Linked DNA regions of Mus musculus: all the other regions are linked to region 1. The links are chromatin contacts, called in public ChIA-PET and HiChIP or PLAC-seq maps. All regions are on one chromosome and are shown on one strand. The core of a region is the stretch at or near the end of the contact, and the rest is flanking DNA. Distances in the headings are between cores, read along the strand shown.

Region 1 (2,700 bases), core at 125-2,624:
TCCCTGTTAGGCTCTCACCAGTCTGGTTTGGTCTTAGCCACCTCCCCAGTGGGTAACATGAGGAGGTGACAACTTCTAGGAACTGTCATTTCCTCCATGTCAACAGAAGACTCATTTGTGATCTGGTCTTCCAAAGACCAAGTACTGAGCTAACGTATGGTAGGCCCTACATGTGCTGGCTGCTGCTGATAGAGCCAAGTCAGGAAAACAGCAAGGCTGTAAGTGTGAAAACCCAGATTGGGCCAGGAATGGTGTGTACATCTTTGGGCCCCACAATCCAGAGGCAGGAGGATCTCTGAGTTTGAGACCAAATTTGCTACTTACAAACTCCAGACAAGTCAAAATTATACAGTGGAAACCCTATCTCAAAAACAAAAACCACAACAATATCCAGATTTGGGGTGGAGTGACAGTGGGAGGTGCTTGCTGGATAGAAGGCTCAACTGGATAGAAGATTACTTCCTGTAATTTCAGAGGACCACAGTTCAATTCCAAGCACCCATATCAGGTGGTTAACAGATGTAAACTCCCAGAGATCCAGTGCCTCCTGGGTTCCAAAGGTCTCGGTCTCTGTCTCTGTCTCTCTGTCTCTGTCTCTGTTTCTCTCTGTGTCTCTCTCTTTCTCTTTCTCTCTCTCTCTCTCTCTCTCTCTCTCTCTCTCTCTCTCTCTCTCTCTCTCTCAAGGCCAATAGCTCACTTTTCACAACAAGCATCAGGGCATGAGTTTGAATCCCCAGACCCCACATAAAGCCAGATAAAGGTAACAAATATCTGAGACATGGAGATAGGAGGTGGAGACAAGAGAATCCAGGAAGCTTGCAGACTAGCCTGATTTCCACAGTAGGAAAACAACAGTGATGCCTATTTCAAGGAGAAGGGTGAGAACTGGCACTCACCTAAGGTTGTCTTCTGACCTCCCTCCACACATTCATATGCACCCATATAGAAACGCACACAAAGAGAAATACAGACATTAAAGGGAAATAAGTCTTGTGGTGTCTTCTACTCCAGTTAAACTTCCCTTACTAACAGACCTGGCTTTGGAGGAACAGTCTACAGGGAGGACCATAAAGGGTTTCCATGGGAACTCTGAGCAGACACACATCTGAAATGGTACTTCCTTCCCCTGATTCTGAAGAGAACTAAGCGGCCAGTCCTGCAGTCAGCTGATTTGGGTGCTTTTTGCTGTAACTCTTTTCTTGAGGTAGATGATGGATAAAGGACTTTCTCTAGTCTGGCAGTGACTGCCCGCCAACTTTGACCTATCCCTTCAGGGTAAGCTCCAAACGGTTCCCTCAGCCCTGTCATTGCTGCTAGAGCTCAGAGCACTGTCCCCGCCCTCAGCTTCCCTCCCCTGTGGTCATGAGCCCTCCCGCAAAGGAAGTAAAAGAGGGGCTGTTACAAGAGGAACTAGGGCCAAGAGCCTGTGAAGGAGGAGAGCCATGCCAGAGCCACCCCCTAGAACCCTCTGAGCCTGCACCCCTGTCATTACCCACAGGAGCCTACATACCATCCCTCACCATGGTAAGTTGTTCAAGGTGGGATCTGGGAGTGGTAACCTGGTAGCACCCTCAAAACTTGGGGCAATGGTTATGAGAACCACAGAGCCTTCAGAGACAGAGTTCCATAGGACAGCACAGAGCACCCCATGTCCCTCACCAAGAATCAAGCTCCAATCTGCATCTGCCAGGCTGGGTATGAGGACCAATACTGCAACATAAATAGGAAAGAAAGTGTCCCTGAAGGAATTACACAGTCGTCAGGAAGAGAACATGTCCCTTTTCAGGGGCTTAGAGAACTAGGTTATCAACTCATCTCAGAACTAGTCTTCCCCTGCAGTTTGAAACAAGCTCTTCCCTCTCTTAGCCTCTGTTTCTAGAACTCTTATTTAGAAGTTGGTCTGGAGAAAGGAGTGTTTGAGGGGTGTAGGGCTTTTCTTGGGAACATTCATCAGAGGGATCTGTAGGTTTGGCCACTCTCATGGGGTGGGATAACAGTGCAAGTGATCCTAGGTGGTTTGACTATAACAATCACAGGGGCAGATGATAGCTCAGTGCGGGTGCTTGGCTAGTGTGCTCAAGATCCTGGGTATCATCTCTAGCACTGAAAATAAGTCATCATCATCCTCATTTAACTTCCAGGACCAGTTAATTTTACTAAGGAGGAGTTGGAGATGTGGGTGTGCGGCAGAAGATAGCAAAGGATGAAAAGGAGGGGGAAGAGAGAGCTAGGAGAAGAAAAGGAAAAATAGGAATGGAGATAAGGAATAGAAAGAAGAGGAGAGGGAGGGGATGGGGGTTTTCATAGGGGAAACCAAGAAAGGGGATAACATTTGAAATGTAAATAAAGAAAATACCTAATGAAAGAAAGAAAGGAAGGAAGGAAGGAAGGAAGGAAGGAAGGAAGGAAGGAAGGAAGGAAGGAAGAAAAAAAGAGGAGGAGATGGAGGACTAGGTGGAGAAAGGATAGAGGAAAGGTATACAAAGGAGAGACCGTTCTCCCTACTACCCAAGGATGGCAGTGGAGACGCTGCAGACAGAGATGTCACTACAAGTTCAAGTTGAAGTCTGTTGATGATGAGAAGGCTGGAGAATGATCAGCACCATGCATGGGTCTAGACTTAGCAGCATCATGGCACATACAATAAAAGCCAGTAGTGATTACACAAATCACCCCATGGCTCCACAAACCCACAGTTCA
Region 2 (2,876 bases), core at 25-2,524, 330 kb after region 1:
TCAGGTGCACAACTGACTTCAGGATGGTTCGTTGCTTTTGGTTCAGGGGACTATAGACCCAGGTGTTTCTTGGATGCTCGCCTAGCACTGCACCACAGACCTCTTCCTTCCAGTTTTAACTCTCCATACCTTAGTTAATGTTGTTCCTCCTAGCTTTCTTCTTCCCCTTCCATCTGCTTGAACCTTTACTGTCCTTCACTCCCTCCCAATAGAGATACAAATTGTATTATGTCTGTCTCCCCAGGGAGTGTCAGCTCACTGGTAGCTAGGACTCCTGTCTCCTACATAAGTACAGCTGTGCAGGGCCAGAAGATGCTTGGCAAATACTGCAGGAACAAATCTGAGAAAAACTATTTTACTTTTTAACTGTCACCTGTCACAGTGCAGTGCTCTCCCTTTTGGCTGTGAGTATACCAGAAAGTCTCTTCAAGCTGAACACCGACTGTGAGTCAGTCTAGACTGAAATGCTGGTAAACAAAGAATGCAGGCCGGTCTTTCCTGACACCAGAGAGATCAGTCCATTAATTGCCACACACATACGCCTCAGATGCTTGTGGTGAAGAAGGGCACCCCCATAAACTAGTCAGCAGTCCAAATGAGCAAAAGGAAGAGGCAGGCGAGGGAATAAGGATCCTCTGGGCCGATGCCCCCATTTCTCCTCTCCCCTTCCTCTATCCCGATCCAGCAGCAACACAACAGGTCATCAGCAAGAAAGGTACTTTGCGGACAAGCGACAAGGCCTCTTTCAGAACCCTCGCTTCTCCCACAAGGCGATCTGTAAGAACTGAGAAGCACAAACATGTCGAATCCGCTTGAGAATTCGAAATGGGAAATGCTGGAGGGGGATAAGGGACACGGGATGGTCGCGCCTGCACGACTGGAATGGCGGGCCAACGTCGCTGCGACTGTCCTGGGACCTCGCCGTGTGTGTGTGTGTGTGTGTGTGTGTGTGTGTGTGTGTGTTGCCCTCACTGACTCGGCCGCTGGTGTCCTGGGCGCGAGGCGGTGCGACCCTCCCCTGCAGGACGGCTTGCCCCGACCTGTCCCCGGGACGCGGGTCTCCGGGCGGCCGGCCTGCGTCCTCCGATCTTGGCGCGAGGTCGTCTCCGCCGCACTCACCTGCGCCTGCACGTCCATGGTGGTCCGCACAGAAAGGGTGCAAAGGCAGCAGGCAGGACGATGAGACCCGCGTCCTCTCAAGGGCTCGCGCCGCAAAACGCCGAAGCCAGGCTGTCCAGGAGCCAGGCCAATCAGCCACACCCGCCACTTTTGAATTTCAACCTCCGCGCAGTCAACGCACTTCAATCCGCAGAGGCCAATCCGCGCCGGCGCCGCGGTCGCGAGCCAATCACGGTGCCCTCCGCCTCCGGGGCCACGCCCCCTGAGTCGCGACTCTTCTAGTCCGCTAGAGCACCAGAACTAGACCCCTTGGATCCTACTTCCGGATCCGCTCTTCCTCTTTTCTCCCTCTCCCCCTCCCGAGCGCCGAGCGCGGCTTCCTGAGGTCTCTGGTTGCGTCAGAAGTGCGCTTGTGTGGAGGAGTGGCGTGGGGGAGGCAATACGCATGTGCCTGAGCGGGGTCGGGGCGGAGCGAGCGCCACCTAGCGGATACTGCTGAACTTGCACACCTCCTCGCCAACCCTGTAGACTGGAGACTGTTACACCGAGGTCGCTCTTGGTCCACTTTCTCAGGTCCGAAAAGTGGAAGCTGGTTGATGGCGCTGACCTGTCCTCAAAGAAGAAAAAGTGGAACCCATATCTGGAGATGTAATAAAGTCATAAATCTAGAGTAGGGCCGGGAGGATAGCAAACTGGTTATCCCTGAAACTCATATAATGTGGAAGGTGAGAACTAATTCGCCACAAAGTTTTCTGTGCCCCTCCTGCCTCCAATATTATATATTATACATAAACAATATGTATTATATACATAAACATATATCTTTACACATATAAATAATACCCAATAGTACGTATTATATATATAAGCATATATATATATATATATATATATATATATATAAAACACATAAATTACATATATATTTATTTTGTTTTTTCGAGATTGGGTTTCTCTGTGTAGCCCTGACTGTCTTGGAATTCTATTTGTAGAACAGGCTGGCCTTGAACTCAGAGATGCTAGGGCTACCCTGTGCCACCATGCCCAGGTCAATAAACAATCTTTTAGATTAAAAAATCAAAACAAAACTAGAAGCCAGGCTTGGTGGCACACGCCTTTAATCCCAGTTCCCAGTACTCAGAATGCAGAGGCAGACAGATCTCTTGAGTTCAAGGCCAACCAGGTCTACAAAGTAAATTCCAGGGCAGCCAGGCTCTGTAGAGAGACCCTGTCTTAAATAAATAAAGAAACACACACACACACATACATACATACATAACTGGATAAATAAATAGTATGTTTCTTTTTTTTTTTTTTTTTTTTTTGGTTTTTTGAGACAGGGTTTCTCTGTGTAGCCCTGGCTGTCCTGGAACTCACTCTGTAGACCAGGCTGGCCTCGAACTCAGAAATCTGCCTGCCTCTGCCTCCCGAGTGCTGGGATTAAAGGCGTGCGCAACCACACCCAGCAGTTTCTTTTTTTTTTTAAAGATTTATTATATGTAAGTACACTGTAGCTGTCCTCAGACACTCCAGAAGAGGGCGCCAGATCTCATTACGGATGGTTTTGAGCCACCATGTGGTTGCTGGGATTTGAACTCAGGACCTTTGGAATAGCAGTCAGTGCTCTTAACCACTGAGCCATCTCTCCAGCCCAAATAGTATGTTTCTTGACACCAAACTCTAAATCTACAGCCCCCAAAGACCTTACTTGAGATGTTTCCAAGTCTACAAATGTTAATGGGGGGACACTAGAAAAT
Region 3 (2,838 bases), core at 112-2,611, 490 kb before region 1:
CTCCTTTTGAAATCTTGTATGGGACTCCTGCTCCTCGGACCTTTCTGGGGGATGTTCTTGAACCCACTTGTCATAGTAACAATGATTTGTACGCCAGGCTAAAGGGCCTGCAGGTGGTACAAAAAGAAGTGTGGTCACATCTGGCAGCTGCCTATGAACCTGGTACCCCTAAGACATCACATCGGTTCCAGATTGGAGATTTGGTCTACATGAGGTGACACCGCTCCCAGATGCTCAAGCCCTGTTAGAAAGGACCTTATCTAGTACTGCTAACTATTCCAATGGCTGTCAAGGTAGACGGAATCGCTGCCTGGATACACGCCTCACATGGGAAGCTTGCTCCCCCGACTGAAACTGAAATTCCAGAAGACCACCTCACTTGGAGGGTCCAGACTACAGAGAACCTTCTGAAGCTGAAGATCATCAAAGGGCCCAAAGATGTGGGTTCTTCCCCTGGTACTGTATTTTAGCACCTTTCCCTTGTGTTCTACTATCCTTGGTCCTCATCAGCCACGCAACCTAACCTGGCAGGTCATAAACAGGGTGGGAGAGACTGTTTGGAGTCTAGCCTGACTTTTTTCCAGATGTTTGTAAGTTGGCTTTAGGAGCCCCAGATAACTGGGACCTGGAGGGGTAATTTAATACTCAGACTGCTCTTTCATCACCTTCCCCACCTGGGTGACATGGATTAGACCTATGGGGAGACTGCGGACATGTCAGCCAGAGAAGCATGCTTCGAACCCTGCCCTTCTACGTCTGTCCCGGGATCCACGGAGATTGGTCCCTCAATCCAAAATTCTGACTTTTTCTGCAAGAGCTGGGCCTGTGAGACCACGGGTGATGCCTTATGAAGCCCACCTCACATTGGGACTATGTTCAGGTAATAGCCAACTATAATCACCATGAGTCAGGGGGTCTAGGATGGACATACTGACCTGAGTGTGAGAGCTGGTGTCACCCACTCCGTGTCACCTTTACTGAACCAGGGAAACAGGCTTTGGATTGGACAAGGGGATACATTTGGGGCCTTAGGTTTTACAAAGAAAGATAATCCTGATGCTGCTTTTACTTTTCAGCCCCTGCATTTTGATCTGCTTGCTGGCCTATAAGTACAGTTCAGATTATGATGTTAAGAGAACAGTATCAAGAGTTGGGCTAGAGTGAGTCATGATTTCATGTTTGAAATACAAGAAAAAAGAGGGGAATGTGTGACCTTAGAGAACATAAGATGACTACTGAAAGACCTTGCTAGAATTACATGCTGGGGATCTTCTGCTAGAATGCTGTGGCAAACACTCCCTTCTTGGAATGACCCAGCAAAAAAAAGCTTTACCAGAAAGCCCTGAAGGCAAGGCAGTCACAGATAATGACCAAGAATGTTTCAGTTCCCTCTTGTAGTGACCTAAGACCTCACCTCATGCTCTATGCTGCTTAGGGAAGGTCGTGAAGCACTTACTGCCTCCCTGGGAGAGGCTAATTACCATTTCTAAAGGGGGGCCCCTAAAGGTCAGCTTAACAATGGGCTTAAACCAACTCATGTTGTTGTTACCAAGGCCTACCCTTAAACTGTATAAAAAGTGTGTGTTTAGGAGATTCAAGGTTGTCTCTGCCCCATTGCAGGATGGTCCTGGCATGCCAGATCAATAAACTTCTTGCTTGTTGCATTGATCTCCATCTCTGTGTTTCTGTGAGTGGGTCATCCCGGATATAAGGCTCTTCAGGTCTTACACTCTCTACTGCATCATGAACTTATTTTCTGGTTATGTATAGCCCATTAAATTCTGCCTTTATTTTTAATAATATTTTAACCACTCTCTTAATACTGTCTTAAAGAATTGAGTGCAATAATGAGCTGTATATTAATGCTAAAAAGAACTAAGAAATGAGGCTGGAGAGATGATTCAGTGGTTAAGGGTGCTGCTGCTCTTACAGAGGACCTGAGTTCTGTTCCCATGACCCTTAGCCAGCTTACAACCTTCTATAACTTCAGTTCTAGGGCACCAAACACCCTCTTCTAGTCTCTGCAGGCACCAGACATGCACATAGTGCACATGTAAACAGCAGGAAAACACTCATACAAATAAAATAAAATTAAAACATCTTTTTAAAAAAATAGCTAAGAATCTCGATGTTGTAGCATATGTCTTAAAATGCAACACTTGAGAGACAGAGAAAAGCACATTTCTGTGAGTTTGAAGCCATACTAGTCTACAGAGTGAGTTCCAGGACAGCCAAGGCTATCTAGACAGAACACATCTCAAAACAAAATAAACAAGCAAACAAAGCATTAAAATAGCTAAGAAAAGCAACTTTATAGTGGATTTAGTGATTCCAAACGTCTCAGTGCACAGTTGACGGGCTCCATTTCTTTGAGCTAATGATAAGGCAGATCATCACAGATGACAACAACCCTGCTTTGAGAGTTCTTTAATTAGTTTAAGAATGTGCACTCCATGGAAGTTGATAAATAGAGACCAACATGCTTGATAAAAAATATACAACTCAGGGTCATGGTAATACTACTTCCAAATAAACCCTGGGGACTACACTTCCCAACCACTTTCATGAGTCAGTTTACTTACGAATCTAACAGTGAAGAACTGAAATTATAAAATCAGAGTAGTTGTAGCCCAAGAGACTCCCTTTAACCTTCAGCATTGGACACAAGCCTTGGTGTGTGACTCTTTAGGAGACATGCCATATCCAAACAAAAATACAGAGGTTTCCATTTATTTGTATTAGGCAAGATATTTTTTTTTTTGTTCCAAAGATTTTAATCATTCATCAGACATGCCAGATTTCATAAAACAACCTTATGATTGACTAGTGGCATGTGTG

What was found. ChIA-PET counts read pairs in DNA pulled down with a chosen protein or histone mark. HiChIP or PLAC-seq counts read pairs in DNA pulled down with a chosen protein or histone mark.
Region 2: an RNA polymerase II ChIA-PET map of memory CD8 T cells shows a contact between it and region 1, with 5 read pairs. The contact joins the promoter of Kifc1 here to the promoter of Myo1f in region 1. A contact is called at or near these places in 1 of 39 promoter capture datasets (the HPC-7 cell line) and 2 of 115 datasets of contacts at active chromatin or transcription factors (large pre-B cells and memory CD8 T cells).
Region 3: a contact with region 1 is called in an H3K27ac HiChIP or PLAC-seq map of bone marrow-derived dendritic cells, with 4 times the contacts expected there. The contact joins the enhancer-like site here to the promoter of Myo1f in region 1. A contact is called at or near these places in 8 of 39 promoter capture datasets (the 3T3-L1 cell line, cranial neural crest, embryonic stem cells and 4 more), 1 of 15 datasets of contacts at CTCF or cohesin (stem cell-derived epiblast-like cells), 1 of 484 Hi-C or Micro-C datasets (the G1E-ER4 cell line), 3 of 115 datasets of contacts at active chromatin or transcription factors (bone marrow-derived dendritic cells, embryonic stem cells and large pre-B cells) and 2 of 9 other capture datasets (adipose tissue and embryonic stem cells).

What each region holds. Positions count from the first base shown.
Region 1 is chr17:33,554,333-33,557,032 of GRCm38.p6, forward strand. It overlaps Myo1f (myosin IF), which reads left to right and starts at 1,375. Exons shown (of 28, transcript NM_053214.2): 1 at 1,375-1,524. The coding sequence starts at 1,522.
Region 2 is chr17:33,889,359-33,892,234 of GRCm38.p6, forward strand. It overlaps Kifc1 (kinesin family member C1), which reads right to left and starts at 1,275. Exons shown (of 11, transcript NM_001195298.1): 1 at 1,120-1,275. The coding sequence starts at 1,137.
Region 3 is chr17:33,061,725-33,064,562 of GRCm38.p6, forward strand. It overlaps the pseudogene Phf8-ps. Among named protein-coding and RNA genes, the nearest start is that of Zfp563, 26 kb to the right of the region's middle. Within about 2 kb of position 1,362, at least 8 of the 459 cell types and tissues checked have an H3K27ac peak or open chromatin away from gene starts, as enhancers often do. A contact at or near this core is called in bone marrow-derived dendritic cells, where this site is marked.